Regions from separate parts of the Mus musculus genome. Here all the other regions are linked to region 4. A link is a contact called in public HiChIP or PLAC-seq and promoter capture Hi-C data. All regions are on one chromosome and are shown on one strand. Each heading gives the region's core, a stretch centred on a gene start, on an enhancer-like site or on the middle of the called end of the contact. The rest is flanking DNA. Distances are from core to core; before and after follow the strand shown.

Region 1 (3,086 bases), core at 399-2,898, 780 kb before region 4:
ATCAAGGGTTTTCCAGAGATAATCACCTTGGATTAGTTGATCCATCAAATCCACCTATTTTAATTTCTGTGGTGCTAAGTAGAGAGCCCAGGGCCTTGAGTATGCCAGGCAAATGCTATACCACTGAGCTCCATGCCCACCCCTTTAAACTCCCATTTTATCTCTGCATGCACCCAAATACTAATGCAAATGAAGACCTGAAATGTCCTAATGCTGGGCACAGTGAGGCTGCCTGTAATCACAACGTTAGGAAACCGTGGGACAATGGCTGTAAGTTCAAGGTTGGACTGGCCTACATAGCAACTTTCAGGCCAGCCAGATGGAAGCTCTTGTCTCAAAAACACAAAACAAAAGCCCAAAACAAACCAACAAAAGAACAGATGTTAAGATCCTCTATGTCACTTATGATGAGCTTGGTAGGATTTGTCCCCTGCCTGCCGTTAGTGTCATGCCACAGAGAGCAGTGGCGAAGCCCAATCCCATGAGGACAATGCGATCTTTTCTCCAGGACAACATTCATTAAGACCCATAAAGCAGCTGCTAGATCACACTGTCCAGAAAGGAGACCAACCCCGCCCTGATGGGAAGGCAGAAAAAAACTGCATTCTTCTGCCCATGTGCAGATGGTGACAGCTGGAAGTGCCCTGTGAACCTGGCAGCCTGGAGGGTTCTCATCACAGGATCTATAAAAGGACATTTGTACAGTGGGCAGCTATAAAAGGACATTTGTACAGTGGGCAGCTATAAAAGGACATTTGTACAGTGGGCAGCCATGCCTTGTTTGCTGATTTTTCTTTTTGTAGCACTTTAGAAAACACTTTTCTTTTAGGCACTGTTAAGTTTCCCACCCCACAGGAGAAATAAAAGCATTTAATGGGGGACTGGAGACACAGCTCAGTGGCTAGGAGCACCTGCTATTCTTACAGAAGACCCCATTTGGTTCTCGGCACCCACAGGACAGCCTACAACTGTCAGTAACTGCAGCTCCTTCTGGCTTCCTCAGGGACCAGGCACAAGTGGGTGGGACACAGACATAAATGCTGGTAAAATACCCATATGCATGAAATAAAGTTTTCTTTAAACCCGAAATACACAGAATAGAAGCATCTGCTTGGATCTTAGGAGTTGTGTTCTGGTTTCTGTTTGCACTGGAGGCTGAGTTAGGCCCTCACTCATGCTCGGCGGGTGTAGCAGTGGGCTACATCCCTCACAGACCCCTGACACCCATCTCATTTCCCCCCCACCATTTATTCAAGGTAGAGACTCCATTAATAGCCCAGGCAGACTTTGAAGTTCTCATCCTCTTGCCTCTTGAAAAGCTGGGATCCAAGGCCAGGAGCTTCTGTTTGTTTGATTTCTGGGGCAGTTATGAGCTGCCCCATGTGTAGACCAAACTTGAGTCCCTGTAAGAGCAGCAGAGACCCTGAGCCTCTGGAGCTGTCTCTGCAGTCCCTGTTTTTTTGCTTTCTAATGTTTATTTTATGTGACTATCTTTTGTCAGCATGTATGTCTATCACCACGTGTGCCCGATGCTGTCAGAGGACAGACGAGGTATTGGATCCGTGAGAACGGGGCTACGGCTGCCTGCGGGCCACTGTGTGGGAGCTGGAACTAAGCCAACGTCTTAACCCGGAGCCACTGCTGCAGCTCACCAAGTTACTTCCCTTTTAAAGAACTTCCTATTTCCTTGTGTGTGCACGTGTGTGTATGGAGGGATACAGTATGCATGCATGAGGTCTGAGGACATTCTGTGTGTCACCAAGCTTGGCAGCACGCTCCTGTACCCACTAGGCCACTTCTCAGGCCATATTTACTTTTTTTTGAGATAGGGTCTCCTGTAGTCCAGGCTGAGTTCAAACTCACTCTGTAGCTGAGGATGGACGTAAACTCCTGATCCTCCTGCCTCAGCTGGAATTATAGGTATGACCACAATGTGCAGCTTCTATAGTTTCTTAACCCAGGGAAAGATTATTTGAAGTATCCGTGGTTAAAGTTCTCCTGAGGTCCCAGGCCCCCTTACCATTGACCTCGATCAGGTTCGCATTCTTCTGACTGAGAATCACGTACAGCTCCCGCTGGTCAGACTTCTTCCCAACAACCCAGTAGTCGCTCATGGCCTTCACAATGATTTCTTCATCTTCATCTGCTCTGTAACAAAGTTTCAGAGTGGGATGCTTTTATGTACACAGCTAGACTGGGAAGAGAAAAAGAATTCAAAACAAGAAATGGTACTAAGGGGCTGGAGAGATGGCTCAGTGGTTAAGAGCACTGACTGCTCTTCCGAAGGTACTGAGTTCAATTCTCAGCAACCACATGGTGGCTCACAACCATCTGTAATGAGATCTGACGCCCTCTTCTGGAGTGTCTGAAGACAGCTACAGTGTACTTACATATAACAATAAATAAATCTTAGGGCTGGAGCAAGCAGAAGCCAAGTTTAATTCCCAGCAACCACATGGTGGCTCACAACCATCTGTACAGCTACTGTGTACTCATATACATAAAGTAAATAAATCTTAAAAAGAAAGAAAGAAACGACACTAAGTTGTAGTTATAAATAGTTAAGTAGTCACGTATGAAAGGCAACCTTGTGTGATGTGGAAGCAGTCTCTTCTCAAGGGCTCTGGGTCACTTGGTTTAAAGGTAATTATTTAGCTAGGCATGCAGGCATATGTCTATAATCCCAGCCCTGAGAAGGCTGAGGCAGAGAGATCTTGAGTTTAAGTACTACTAGGTTATACAGTGAATCCCATGTAAACAAACAAATAAGATAAATATAAATATACATACGTATAACTCCTTTAAATCTATTCTCAGAAAGGCAACATCCGCTTTGAGAAGTCGCTGGGATTACCTGGTAAAGTCACTGTTGATGTCCCCTAATATCTTCATTAGATCTGGGTGGACGGATGTGAGTGACACACTGGGCGTTTTCCTCATGTGAATTGTACTTTTCTCTGCTAAATTCATGTGGTTGAAGTAGATGAACTTAAACTGGGGCTCCTTTTCAGACCTGTGCAGACATGACATTGAGATGACGACCACTGAAAGAACAGTTATCCCAAGCACACAGGCACGGGTGAGAG
Region 2 (3,335 bases), core at 511-3,010, 720 kb before region 4:
AGAACAGTCAGTGCTCTTAACCGCTGAGCCATCTCTCCAGCCCCCAGTGTAATACATTTTTAAGAACTGCATTGGTAGTTTAAGGGTTTGTTTGGGAGGCTGTTTTCTTTTTTAGTTTATTGATTTTTAATTTATATGCATTGGTGTTTTGCTTGCATGTGTGTCTGTGTGAGGGTGTTGGTTCCCCTGGAGCTACAGTTACAGAGAGTTGTGAGCTACCAAGTGGGTGTTGGTAATTAAACCCATGTCCTCTGAAAGAGCAGCCAGTACCCCTAACCACTAAGACATCTCTCCAGTTCCATTTTCTATTTTTAGTTGAAACTTTTTAATTTTGTTGAGGATTTCATTCACAAGAAATATACTGATGGTATTTCTGTCCCCCACTCTTCTCCCTCCTTAGGCTGGGGTGCAACTCCATTGTAGAGCTCCTGCCTAGAATCCCCCAGTGAGAGGTTGGGATGTGGCTCATTGGTAGAGCCCCTACCTAGAACTCCCCTGCTTAGAACCCCCCAGTGAGGGGCTGGGGGCATGGCTCAGTGGTAGAGCCCCTGCCTAGAATCCCCCAGTGAGGGACTGGGGGCATGGCTCAGTGGTAGAGCCCCTGCCTAGAATCCCCCCAGTGAGGGGCTGGGGTGTGGCTCAGTGGTAGAGCCCCTGCCTAGACTCCCCCAGTGAGGGGCTGGGGGTGTGGCTCAGTGGTAGAGCCCCTGCCTAGAATCCCCCAGGAAGGGGCTGGGGCTTTGCTCAGTGGTAGAATATTTCCTTAGCATATGTGAGCCCTGGTTTCCATCCCTAGTACTAGGAAGAAGGAGGAAAGAAAGAAGGAAGAAAAAAGAAAGGAAGGAAGGAAGGAAGGGAGGGAGGAAGGAAGAATAGAGAGCCTAGTGAGATGTTCAGCAGGTACAGGTGTTTGCCACACAGGTCTGGTGACCTGAGGTCAATCCCTAGAACCCACATAAAGGAGAGAACCGACTCTATAAAACTGTCCTCTACCCTCCACACACAGGTTGACAGATGTTGCTTCCCTGACTCCATCATTTACACACACAGTAATAATCAATCATACAATTTTTAAAGCAAAGGAAGAAAGAAAGGAAGGAAGAAAAAGAAAATTAAAGGAAAAAAAAAGAGAAGAAAAGAGGCCACACAGTAGAAGACTGGCAAAGTGCATTACGGCAGATCACCAGATGGACTTGGTACCCAGCTCTTAAAATAACAGCTATGAAGGCTGCAGTGGTATATATGTCCATGACATAATTGTAAGTAAAACAGGCTCAACCCACGATGGTCTCTGCCTAGAACTGGGTAAAAATACACCTTCACATAAACAGAGGCCAGGAGGGACACCAAAAGCCACAAATTGGCAGAGATCTTTTTTCTTTTCTTTCTCTCTTTCTTTCCTTTCTTCTTCCGTCTTTCCTTCCTCCCTCCCTTTGTCCCTCCTTCCCTTCCCTTCCCTTCCCTTCCCTTCCCTTCCCTTCCCTTCCCTTCCCTTCCCTTCCCTTCCCTTCCCTTTCCTTCCCTTTCCTTCCTTTCTTCCTTCTTCCCTTCCTTCCTGTATTAGGGTTCCCCAGAGCCACAGAACTTATGGAATGTCTCTCTATACTGAGGGAATTTATTGTGATGACTTACAGTCTGTAGTCCAACTCCCCAACAGTGGTCAGCTGTGAATTGGAAGTCCAAGGATCTAGTAGTTGCTCGGTCCCACTAGGCTAGTTGTTTCATCTGGTCTTCTGTAGAAGTAGATTCCAACAGATGTGCTGGCAAGTAAATGAAGGCAGGCTAAAAAGAGTGAATCTTCCTTCTTCTAAAGTCCTTCTGGAGGCCTCCAGCAGAAGGTGTGGCCCAGATTAAAGGTGTGTATCACCACGCCTAGATCTGGGACTTGCTTTGCCCCAGGCTGACCCTGAACTCAAAGATCTACTTACCTCCTGGGACTAATGGTGTGTACTACCTTGCCTGGGCCTAAGCTTTTCATGGCCACTGTGCCTCAAGATCTCCATGCCAAGATCCAGATCAGAAATGTGTATATCCCAGCCTCAAGATCTGGATCACGGGTGAGCCTTCCAATTCTGGATTGTAGGTCATTCCAGATATAGTCAAGTTGACAACCAGGAATAGCCATTACCCTTCCTTCCTCCTTCCTTCCTTCCTTCCTTCCTTCCTTCCTTCCTTCCTTCCCTCCCTCCTTCCTTCTTTTTTTTCTTTTCTTCCTTTCTTTGTCTTGCTCTTCGCTGTGGTAGTGCCATAATCACATATTGAGAGGGAACTGTGTCGAGGGAGAAGGGAGCCTTGGGCTCTGGTTGACGGGTTGTCATCAGAAACACATGTACTTTACTTGCAGCTATGGGCACAGATTGGGCGCAGAGTCCTGGGCTTTGGGGATGAGTCTAGGCCAACGTGCATTTTCCAGTACAGTCTCTGATTTCCAGGAAAGTAGTGTGTGTGTGTGTGTGTGTGTGTGTGTGTGTGTGTGTGTGTAAGTCAGAGGATTACTTCTGCCTTTTTTTTTCTTTTTAAATAGTTTATTTTACATTTTGTGGGGGTGGGGCTGAGTATATGTCTATGCACCATGTGCATGCAAGTACCCACAGAGGCCAGCAGAGGGCATCAGATCTCCCAGAGCTGTCCCAAATGGGTGTTGGAAACTGAACCCAGATCTTCTGCAAGAGCAGGAAGTACTGGTCACTGCTAAGCCATCTCTTCAACTCCTCCCCTTTTCTTAAGATGGTCTCTTGATGGCCTGGTACTCATTAAATAGTCTAGATCCTCCTGTCTCTGCCTCCCCAGTGCTGGGATTAAAAGCATGGTGTACCTTACCCAGCTGTTTTGTTTTGTCCAATGTGGGGTCTAGTGATGGAATTCAGGTCCTCATGTCTGTAAGGCTCCAGAACTGCAAGGGCAATACATGTCTGTTAAATAATTAATACAAAGTCTCAGATATCCTAGGCTGGCCTCCAACTCACTCTGTAGCCAAGAGTGATATGGGATACCCAGTCCTCCTGTTTCTATCTCTAATGTTTTGGGATTACAGGTGTGCACCTCTGTGCCTGGTTTATATGTAGCCAGGATGGACCTTAGGGCGCCATGCATGCTGGGCAAGCACTCTGTCAACTGGCTGCTGCATCCCCAGTCCACATCTGTTATTTTAAACCACTCTGTTTGCAGCATCATGTTAACGCTGCTGCAACATGAAAGACTACACTGTGCCCCCTCCATGTTGAGGCTCCATTGTCCAGAACCTGAGAATGTGACTATATTTGGCCTTTAAAAGGATCATGAAGTTAAAATGAGGCTGAAGAGTCAACAAGATGGCTCTGTAGGTGAAGGTGTTT
Region 3 (3,318 bases), core at 369-2,868, 860 kb before region 4:
CCAGGAGGCCCTGTCACTGGTAGAGACTGAGGGGTGCTGGGTGGACCTGAGGGCCAGTGTCTGCTTTGATATGTTAAAGGGCACCTCAGTTAGCCATTTGAGACCTAACAAATTTTAGTCTTTAGAAAACGAGATGGTGGGAGGCAGAGGCAGGTGAATTTCTGAGTTTGAGGCCAGCCTGGTCTACAGAGTGAGTTCCAGGACAGCCAGGGCTACACAGAGAAACCCTGTCTCGAAAAACCAAAATAAAAAAAAAAAAGAAAGAAAGAAAATGAGATCAAACAATAGTGATAAGCATGGTAAGATAATTGTTCTGAGTTAGGCAGGCACACACTTCTAACCCCAGCACTTGGAAGCTCTTTCTCCACTGGTGGAGAAAGGGCTCAAGATTATCTTTGGCTGTAAGAATCCCAGGACAGCCTGGGCTACAAAGGCACTGTTTCTGCCCCACACTCCCATGGCCAGGAAACACGAAAAAGGACCTCAACTTACTTAGAAACTGGAGACATCCAAATTAAAACTACATTAGGATGTCTCCATTATCCTGCTGGTAACAGCTTAAACCTGTATAACCGCTTTGAAAAAGAACTTAAAAAGTGGAAGGCAAACCTGCCCACTGGGCCAGGAATTCCATTCCTATACAGGCTATTTATGTTAGCTAGTCTATAAATTCCAGCGCCCATGAGTGAGGACCGGGCAGATAAATAAGCGGGGTGTGGCCAGGAACAAGATCACTCACTATCGTTATAACAAAATCTTGTACAGTATGCCAGACAACAGAACACATACTATGTTTCCAGACCATCAAGATTATATAGCTTAAAGATAGCCTCCACAACCTAACCGCGAAAAAAACAACACATAACTACAGTAAAAGTCGGGACCTCTTGTGGAAAAGTTAAACTGGGAAGGATGGGGCACTAAACCCGTCAACCTGGGTTATGGTAACCCTGGGATCGCTCTGAAAATTCCTCCGAATGAGCATTTTTCGTGTTGTTCACTTTTCTGTGCGCCTGGAGATCGTGACAGGAACCCACAGCAGCACTCATCTAGGAGGATTTTGTCGGACCCGGCCGCAGAAGGGACCGGGACCCTAGGCAGACACAGCGCCGGCGCGCTAGACTGGACGAGGGATAGGGCAGGGTGCGGCGCGGCACGAACGGCGCCTGCGCACCAGGCAGGGGCCGCACGCTCCTACCTGCACGTGGCCCGCGTCGGTGGCGGGGCTGGTGGTCTTGCTGTGCACGTTGGGGAGCCGGTACATGCAGGTTGGAAGCTCTACATGCAGAGGTGCGCTGCCTCCATGATAGGGCTTTACCTGGTACATCGGCATGGTGGGAACCCAAGGAAGGTAGCGGGCGAGGGACAGGAACGCTCAGAAGCCACCCAAGGCCACCTCAGACAGCAGCCGCCTTCTTTCTGACTCTGCTGCTGGCGTTCCGGAAAATGAAGTCCCCGAGCTTTCATTGGCCGGGCTGGTCTAACGTCACCAACTTGACCTTTGAGTTGGCCAATCACCGGTAAAGAGGTCTTGGCATGCCTTCGCTAGCCCGCCCGGAAGGGGCGGATCATATGTCAAAAGCAACCAATGGGTGTTCCAGGAGACGCGTCTTTTCCCGAGAGCGGCAGCGCCAACTCTCCCGCGGTGACTGTGACTGGAGGAGTCCTGCATCCATGGAGCAAACCGAAGGCGTGAGGTGAGCTGGACTTGTGGTCTCCGGGCGCATTCTATAGAGTTCCCGGTATCCCGGTCTCTTGAAAGGACCGGAAGTGGCTGAGGCGCGAGGCGGGCAAGCTCGCGGACTGGACCGGGTCCTCTGTGAGGAAGCTATTTCCTCGGCATCCTCCCGCCACAGGCCGTGCACTTGAAACCCAGCACGAAAATCAGTCGCCGTAGACAAAATTCGTTTCCGCTGTTTGTTTATTTATTGAGTCTTTATTCTTGAAGACTTGGGGAGGGAGGCTTAAAGGCTCACGCTGATCTTGCAGTCAATAGGGTTTTTAACTTTTATTATATTGAGGTGCTTCTGTGCGTTTGGTGTAGTGTTCACAGGCGGCATCATAGCAGTGAAGCACATCTTCGAAGGCCAGCACAGTTACATTCGGTGACAGATTTGTAAATGCAAATTTGCTGTCTGTATTTTAACCTTGTGATTTCCCCAGAGATCCTTTGCAGTTAGAACGAGTGCAAGTGTTTGTTTTGGTTTTTTGAGGTAGTGCTTTGAACTCGGGATCCTCCTACTTCAAACACCCGAGTGCTGTGATAACCAGCGAGGTTCTGTGCAAGGTAGATTGAAGAGAAAAGAGGTTGGTTGGTTTATTTCACCAGGGTTTTTGGAAGTCTACTATATGTCAGACCATATGGAAAATACCCTAAAATTGTTACTGCAAGGATGCACCTATGTTCTGTTATACTTTTATGGGGCATTTCATAGCCGGGAAACTATTTTTATGGTGACTAAACCGTAGGGGAATTAGTGATAGTAGATTGGGACCTTGTCGTTGCTAGACTTCAAACTTCATATGATAGGCAATGAGCACCACTAAAAATTTAAACCTAAAGATTTTTTTCGACTGGATTTGTAATTGTAAAAAGAAATTGGTGGGAATCAAGCCACACCTATAATCCGAGCAGGAACAGGCTCAGCAGGAGTTCATAGTTACCTTTAACGACATAGGGAGTTTGAGGGCGCTCTGGGCTACCTTGGAACCTGTGTCAGAGTGAACAAAACTGGTGGTAGCAATCAGGGTAAACTGGAGACAAAAAGGCGATTACCCTAGGCCAGCCAGGACAGAAAGAGACTTAACCCGTTCGCTGAGTGTGGTCGTGAGGTGGGACTATCATTTGGAGGCTGAGAATGAACTCTTGTCTCAAACATGAGCTCTGAGGACTTTCATCAGAGCAGTGTAGGCAGCATGGATTTGGGTACAGGTTTCAAAAGCAATTATGAGAATAGTTACATAGTTGGAAGATGATTTTTGTCAACCAGTATTTCCCACCAAACTTTGACTTTTTAAGAATTGTGAGCCAGGCGTGGTGGTACAAGCCTTTAATCCCAGCACTCGGTAGGCAGAGGCAGGCCGATTTCTGAGTTCGAGGCCAGCCTGGTCTACAGAGTGAGTCCAGGACAGCCAGGGCTATACAGAGAAACCCTGTCTCAAAAAACCAAAAAAAAAAAAAAGTGTAAAAAAAAAACCAAAAAAACTAATGTTGAAAAGTTATTCAACTTTTCAAGAATGAAGAACTCTGTGTTGTAAAAGAACTCTGTGTTATTGATCTGTCCCTTGAGGGTTACAACAGGTCTCCTCCATATAGAT
Region 4 (3,321 bases), core at 745-3,244:
AAGACCCTGGTGCTTCAAGCTTTCAGATCAGGAACAGGAAGTTGCAGGATATAAATACAAGGAGGCGGGAGGTAGTGGGGTTTAGGCCATCGCTTACACAGTGTTCATCAAAACCGGGTAACTATGGTTACCGAGCTCACTTCACTGTTAGTGGTTGTCACAGAACCTACTCGGTAGTGTAGAATTGATAGAGTTGTCCCTTTCGGTTTTTTTTGTTTGTTTGTTTGTTTGTTTTTTGTTTTTTTGGTTTTTCGAGACAGGGTTTCTCTGTGTAGCCCCGGCTATCCTGGAACTCACTCTGTAGACCAGGTTGACCTCGAACTCAGAGATCCGCCTGCCTCTGCCTCCCGAGTGCTGGGATTAAAGGCGTGAGCCACCACACCCGGCTGAGTTGTCCCTTTCAAAGAAAGACCTTCGTCCTCATCTGGGTATCACAGGATACCCCTACTCCCCACCACGTTTCTTCACCGCTCTGGCTTGGCTTGAGGTCTGTCACCTTCCAATTTTGTCTTGAAGGGAGGGCATCAGCTACAAGCGGGACAAATGTAGTTGTCTCAGGGTGACCTAGCAGCATAACACCCGAGTTTGCCTTTAAGCCAACTGGATGTCAGTCTATCTGCCCCTATCCCAGGCTGGTCTCGAACTCAGAAATCCGCCTGCCTCCCCCCCCCCGGCCCCCCCCCCCCCCCCCCCCCCCAGTGCTGTGATTAAAGTCTTGCAGGAACTACTTCACTCTCAGGCGGCTGATCAGCAATAGAGCGCTGGCCTAGTGGATGTGAAGCCCTAAGTTCAACACCCAGCATTGCTGGAAGAGGAAAAATAAAATCTCAGGGAAGGAAGTCCAGCCCTGAAGGCCACACATACACACACACACACACACACACACACACACACACACAGCTGGCCTAGTGGATGTGAAGCCCTAAGTTCAACACCCAGCATTGCTGGAAGAGGAAAAATAAAATCTCAGGGAAGGAAGTCCAGCCCTGAAGGCCACACATACACACACACACACACACACACACACACACACACACACACACACACACACACAGTGAACCAACTGGAGAGGTATTTCGGGTGTCAATCACCCTTCAGTCTGGTTCCTGCGAGGAAAAGGGACACGGGGTTGGGTGTGGAGGCGATGACGAATCTTGAAGCTGCAGCAGCCCAGAGCCCCACCGGCCTAGGTGCTCAGCAGATAGGTCACCCAGGCGATGATTTAAAAGGACAGCACGCCCACCCAAGGCGGCAGACCGCCCCTCCCTGCCCCGCTGCCCGCCCAGGCCGCACCCACTTGGGGGCGGTGCGCCCGAGCTTAGTTCTGGTGGGCGGACGCCGCGGCTTTAAGCCGGGGCGGGACTGAGCGAGGAGCAGCAGCGGCGTCGGCGGCGAGAGTTCTTGGGGACTCGGGCCCGGATGCTGGGGGCTAGTCGGCAGGTCCCGGTAAGCGCAAGGGAGGGCGGGTGAACGGTCCCGGGAGATGCACGCGCGTGCGTGTCTCAGGCGTGGGAGAGAGTCGGTGCAGCACGACGGCTCCACGGAGAAGTGGAGAAGGCTGTCCCTGCTTGACCGAGGTCCTTCCGGCCCCCCAGGAGCCCTCCTAAACTAGATCAGCCACACTGCAGCATTTAGTCCTCCGCGGCGCCGGGCTGCGCTGGAGCGGATGGAGGGACGCGCAGCGCTAGCGGCCGCGGAGGTTGGCCCTCGGCGCTTGCCGTAGCTCAGCGGCCTGCTGGGGGGCAGTCGCTGAGAGTCCCGGGAAGGATCGGCGACAAAAGGAGGGAACCCGAAGGCCGTTTGCGACGCGAAGGGATTGAGTGAGGAGTCGAGGGGGCTGCGGCACCCCACCAAAGCCATCCTGGCATCTGCGGGCCTCCACGCAGGCTCCTGGCTCTCTGGGCCAGACGCTGAGAGTGAAGGTAGCGGCGGCTACGGCGCCCCCTGGCGGCCCGGAGGCGCGTTGTCCAGCCAGCCGGGCGTCGTGGGCGGGGCGGACCCGATGGAGGACGGCGGGCTGTGGGGCCGTTTGCCTTTTCCTTACCTGGGTGGGGACTCCGTGGGCTCGAGGGCATCCAGGCCTGAATCCATATCCTCTCGAAAAGCTCAGAACCTCCTTCCAGAATCCACAGGCGGATAGGGTAGCCCCCTGCTTTCAGGTTCTTGGCCCAGGGAGAAGCTAGGCCTGGTCCCTGGGAGGATCGGGTGGGAGCTCGGAAGTGGCACTTTTACTGAGTGGCTTATAAAAAGGAGATTAAGTGTCGCAAAAGTTTGCGCAGATGATTGGGCTATAGCTCAGAGGGTAGAGTGTCCCCCTAGCACACCAAACCCTGGGTTCGATTCCCCAGAACCTCCTAGCCCTGGGGTGATGGTACACAGGCCTGTCAGGGGTCGGGGCTGGAAGCTCAACAATCAAGGCCAACCGTACATCTACATCAGCCTGCTCCTCCTACCCGAGCTACACAACACCGCCTCCACAGCAGAAAAGCTAGATAAAAAGTTTGGCCAGGATTAGGGCTTCTGTTTTGTTCTTAAGAATGCCTTGACCCTGAGTCTAGTTAATAGTCGGTGAGTATGAGGGACCTCCAGTGTTTGAAGGAGGAACTCTGATAGGAAAAGCAAGAGTTTGCCAAGTCACGGTAGCAAGGCTGATAGTATCCTTAGCTTTTCTCTTCTCTCCCTAGGAACAGGGTCTCTGGTATTATGTAGGCCTGGCTGGTCTAGAACTCACAGAGATCCACAGAGTCCTGGGGTTAAAGGCGTGCACTGGCACACTCAGCTTTTTATTTTTTAAGCATTTGCTTGTTTGTGTATGTGTGTTCGGCATGCATGTGGAGCTAAGAGGTCAGCCTGTGGGACTCAGTTCTCCCCCTCCACCCTGTGGTCACATATCAAGATAGGTCTCCAGGTTTGGCTCCAAGCGCTTTACCTTATGAGCCAGGAGTCAACGTTCCTGTTTTCCAAGTCACTGTGGTGCTTTTAAAGTATGCTTTGGGGCCGGTGAGTTGGTTCAGTGGGTAAAGGTTGCTTGCTGCCAAGCCCGATGACCCGAGTTCAATCCCTGAGACCCACACGGTGGATGGAAGGAACAGACGTCCCACAAGTGGTCCCCTGACTTCCTCATGTGCTGTGTGGCACACACCTTCTTCCACCCCAGTTAAGAAAATGTAATGATAAAAAGCATGCTTTGTGTTTTGTGCCTCGACTGTAGATAAGATCCACAGTCTTTGAGGTAATGCTTAGGAGAATAGTTTATTATTTATACAATACTGGGGGATAAAACCCAGGACAAGGCTCTACCATGATGTAGTGTGTATATTT
Region 5 (2,931 bases), core at 227-2,726, 510 kb before region 4:
GTTGGGCAAGGGGAGGATTTGGGCGTGGAGGGGCAACGAAGTCCATAGTTTAGGAGGTAAAGGTGAGAGGGTTAAGAGTTCCAGGCCAGCTTGGGCTACATGAGCCTAGGTCCAAAACAAACAAACAAACACAGAAAAACGGTGGAGGCGCCTGCTGCAGAATCTGTCAACCAATCTATCTCAGGACCCATATGGTGGAAAGCAGGAACCCACTCTCGAAAGTTATTTATTCTCTGGCTTCCAAATGCGTGCCCACTCATATAAACACACCCTCCCCCCAAATAATTGTAACAAACATTATTATTATTATTTTTAGAAAAAAAGCAAAAGCTAAAGGAGGCCAGGATCTTGTTGGGTCTCCGGCCGTGGCCGGGAGTCAGAACTTCTCTGGAAGTCCAAGATCCATTGTGGGGCGGGACTGAACGAGGACAACACCCCGCCAGCGGCAGCCGCTGAGGCGTCTTTAAGACGCCCTCGCCCAAACCCCGCCCACAGCCCCGCCCCGCCCCGCCCACGTGACCCCGATCTTGTGACCGGCGGGAGGGCGGGGAACCCTTGGCGCGCCCGCCCCGCCCGGCGCGCGCCTCACTGGGCCGAGCTGCCCGGGACACCGCCGTCGCCGCTACCGCCGCCATCCCCGCCGGGCCGAAGGAAGCGAGCCGGGCCGGAGCTGGCGGGCGCGCGGCCCCGGGGGCCGCGATGGACCACAAGCCCCTGTTGCAGGAGCGCCCGCCCGCCTACAACCTGGAGGCCGGCCAGGGCGACTACGCGTGCGGCCCGCACGGCTACGGGGCCATCCCCACCGCGCCCCCGCCGCCGCCCTACCCCTACCTCGTCACAGGTGGGCCCGCAGCTCTTCGGGGTCCCCGAACGGCCTCCGGGCCAAGCACCGCGCTGTCCCCGGCGCGGGCCTGCCGGGGGGGCAGCTGCTACCCGGAGCGCCCTGCCCGGCCAGGCCCTGCCCCGGTGGCCGTGAACTTAGTGTCGGAGGGTTCACACTTGGCTTCTAGAGCCCACCCGCAGGCGCGCTCAGCCCCGTTGGAGGCGGGGAGGACGGGGGCTAAGGGGGAGGGAGGGAGGAGAGGAGGAGGGCCGAGTCGCCCGGGGCTGATCAGCACTCCGCTCCCACAGGGATCCCCACCAGCCACCCCCGGGTCTATAACATCCACAGTCGAACGGTCACCCGGTATCCTGCCAACTCCATCGTCGTGGTCGGAGGCTGCCCGGTCTGCAGGTAAGTCTCTAGCCTGGGGGTGGGGGGTGGCGGCGGAGAACGCACGTGCCGGAATCTTGCAAAAGGCCAGCGGGGGTGGGATGGGGTGGGGTCACAGCCCGGCTCCTGTCTCAGAGGGAAGTCCCGCAGGGGAGGGACTGCAGTGGGAGAAGGTGGGGTCACTCACCCCTGGCTCTGAATTTACTTTATGCGGCAGAAGGATGGGTTCCCTTTTCTGTGGGGAGTTGAGTGCATTTGGGAGGCATGGCACCCGGAGTGCGTGGGACGCAGGAATGTTAACAATGGAGACTGATGGTCTTTCCTCCCTAGTACTGGAGATCCGCAGCGAATCAGGGTTTGTTTTGTTAGGTTTTTTTCCTCCAGTTTCCGCAAGTGTGTCCAGTACTAAGGAGATATTGGGACTTGAGTCCGCAGGCCAGTATGCCAAAGGACTTAGGAGATCCAAGTGGCCAGCAGAGAGCAAAGGCTGTGAGGGTGCAGAATGACGACCAGGGCTTAACAACTCCTGGCCACTAGCTGGCCCAGGAGGAAACCCCGTGCTTCTTTGTTCCGGGCTGGAGTGGTTTTGTTGTTGTGGCTGTTTTACCCTCAAACTGGAGCTGACAGAAACTTTGTGGGGACTTTATGGAAGGTGAGAGATGCAGCCAGGCTCATTCTAGGCAGGCTTTGAGGATTCGGCTTCCAAGTTGGACTTGGCCACTCACCCGGGGATGGGCCAGGTACAGCTCGTGCAGGGCAGGGTTTCAGCCTTTGTCTGGCAGGGGGAAGTTCCAAGTCTCTGAGATGGAATTAAGAAACCCTTGTTTGGACTTAGCTTTCGTTTCAAAAGTGTGTGTCAGAGGCGCAGAGTGGAGCCATAAGGAAGTTAATGATTTTGGAAACTTGCGAGTGGCCTCACAAGAGATGACTGAGGGTGGAAGACACTGGACCCTCGGTTGATCATGTGCTTGGGGGAAGAAGGCTGAAGGCCAGTTAGTTAGAGTCCTCCTTCAGGGACCCAAGTGACTTGGCTTTTGGAGCTGGTGCAGGGGAGAGGAGTGGGACTCAGCTGCTTCCTCTAGCTGTAGATGGGGTGGCTCTCTGATAGCTTGGTCTTGCTGGCCGCCTCTCTCTCTGCAAGCTTTCCACCTGAGGGCTTGAGGCACACCAAAGAGGGAGCATAGACTGGGAGGTGGTCCTAGCTTGTTGAGCCAAGGGGATTAGTATAGGGTCTCCTGTGCAGAGAGAGAGCCACTGGGAACAGAAGGGGGTTAGTTGTATGGAGGTGGGAGACTTCCTGTGTGGCCTTGAGGCTAGTCCCTGCATGGGAATTCTCAGAGCCCTGAGGATGGGACAAATATTAGCTGAACTCTCAGATTTAAGGAGAGGTCTCATAGGGGTAGGTGGCAAGCAGGCAGGAAGGTGGGGAGAGGCATAGCAGTGCAGGGGGCTCACTAGGATTTCATGTCTGCTTGTTCCAGCAACCAGATCCTGGCCCTACCACAGTCAGCTGGGTTTGTTTCTGTTTTTTTTCCTCTCCCCCAGTGGACAGGAGTGTTCCCATGAGGCTCTTCTTGGACCAGACCCCTGAACTTGGGGGTTGGGGTGTGGGGGGACGGACAGCAGGGCAGTATGGCTGCTATAGTCTGGGGCCAAGGCAGTCAAAATCCTAGACTGTGGAGTGTCCCACTGCAGTCTGGACTGCTGCTGGTGGAGAA

Evidence for each region. Promoter capture Hi-C pulls out the DNA fragments that hold promoters and counts their contacts. HiChIP or PLAC-seq counts read pairs in DNA pulled down with a chosen protein or histone mark. Capture Hi-C pulls out chosen DNA fragments and counts their contacts.
Region 1: an H3K4me3 HiChIP or PLAC-seq map of bone marrow-derived macrophages shows a contact between it and region 4, with 2.5 times the contacts expected there. The contact joins the enhancer-like site here to the promoter of Trrap in region 4. A contact is called at or near these places in 12 of 39 promoter capture datasets (the 3T3-L1 cell line, 3T3-L1-derived adipocytes, the HPC-7 cell line and 7 more) and 2 of 115 datasets of contacts at active chromatin or transcription factors (bone marrow-derived macrophages and embryonic forebrain).
Region 2: a promoter capture Hi-C map of adipose tissue shows a contact between it and region 4, with 2.7 times the contacts expected there. The contact joins the promoter of Ocm here to the promoter of Trrap in region 4. A contact is called at or near these places in 5 of 39 promoter capture datasets (the 3T3-L1 cell line, cranial neural crest, embryonic stem cells and 2 more), 6 of 115 datasets of contacts at active chromatin or transcription factors (T-cell acute lymphoblastic leukemia, bone marrow-derived macrophages, embryonic forebrain and 3 more) and 2 of 9 other capture datasets (adipose tissue and liver).
Region 3: a contact with region 4 is called in a promoter capture Hi-C map of pre-B cells, with 3 times the contacts expected there. The contact joins the promoter of Pms2 here to the promoter of Trrap in region 4. A contact is called at or near these places in 9 of 39 promoter capture datasets (the 3T3-L1 cell line, the HPC-7 cell line, cranial neural crest and 6 more), 4 of 484 Hi-C or Micro-C datasets (CD4 T cells, CD8 T cells, cortical neurons and 1 more) and 7 of 115 datasets of contacts at active chromatin or transcription factors (astrocytes, bone marrow-derived macrophages, embryonic forebrain and 4 more).
Region 5: a contact with region 4 is called in a promoter capture Hi-C map of the SN4741 cell line, with 5 times the contacts expected there. The contact joins the promoter of 2900089D17Rik here to the promoter of Trrap in region 4. A contact is called at or near these places in 24 of 39 promoter capture datasets (the 3T3-L1 cell line, 3T3-L1-derived adipocytes, the C10 cell line and 15 more), 1 of 15 datasets of contacts at CTCF or cohesin (the NIH/3T3 cell line), 12 of 484 Hi-C or Micro-C datasets (CD4 T cells, CD8 T cells, the N1E-115 cell line and 6 more), 39 of 115 datasets of contacts at active chromatin or transcription factors (the 230-238 cell line, the NIH/3T3 cell line, the SCID.adh cell line and 25 more) and 3 of 9 other capture datasets (adipose tissue, liver and pancreatic islet).

The regions. Positions count from the first base shown.
Region 1 is chr5:143,988,618-143,991,703 of GRCm38.p6, forward strand. It overlaps Ccz1 (CCZ1 vacuolar protein trafficking and biogenesis associated), which reads right to left. Exons shown (of 15, transcript NM_177682.3): 13 at 2,855-3,013; 14 at 2,021-2,148. Among named protein-coding and RNA genes, the nearest start is that of Gm17135, 9.2 kb to the left of the region's middle. Within about 2 kb of position 1,649, at least 53 of the 459 cell types and tissues checked have an H3K27ac peak or open chromatin away from gene starts, as enhancers often do. A contact at or near this core is called in bone marrow-derived macrophages, where this site is marked.
Region 2 is chr5:144,048,849-144,052,183 of GRCm38.p6, forward strand. It overlaps Ocm (oncomodulin), which reads right to left and starts at 1,761. Exons shown (of 5, transcript NM_033039.3): 1 at 1,633-1,761.
Region 3 is chr5:143,908,383-143,911,700 of GRCm38.p6, forward strand. It overlaps Pms2 (PMS1 homolog2, mismatch repair system component), which reads left to right and starts at 1,619. Exons shown (of 15, transcript NM_008886.2): 1 at 1,619-1,697. The coding sequence starts at 1,675. It overlaps Aimp2 (aminoacyl tRNA synthetase complex-interacting multifunctional protein 2), which reads right to left and starts at 1,457. Exons shown (of 4, transcript NM_001172146.1): 1 at 1,199-1,457. The coding sequence starts at 1,333.
Region 4 is chr5:144,766,800-144,770,120 of GRCm38.p6, forward strand. Trrap (transformation/transcription domain-associated protein) reads left to right here and starts at 1,995. Exons shown (of 71, transcript NM_001081362.2): 1 at 1,995-2,048.
Region 5 is chr5:144,254,679-144,257,609 of GRCm38.p6, forward strand. It overlaps 2900089D17Rik (a long non-coding RNA gene), which reads right to left and starts at 1,477. Exons shown (of 3, transcript XR_868683.3): 1 at 1,401-1,477. Bri3 (brain protein I3) reads left to right here and starts at 547. Exons shown (of 3, transcript NM_018772.4): 1 at 547-841; 2 at 1,132-1,234. The coding sequence starts at 700.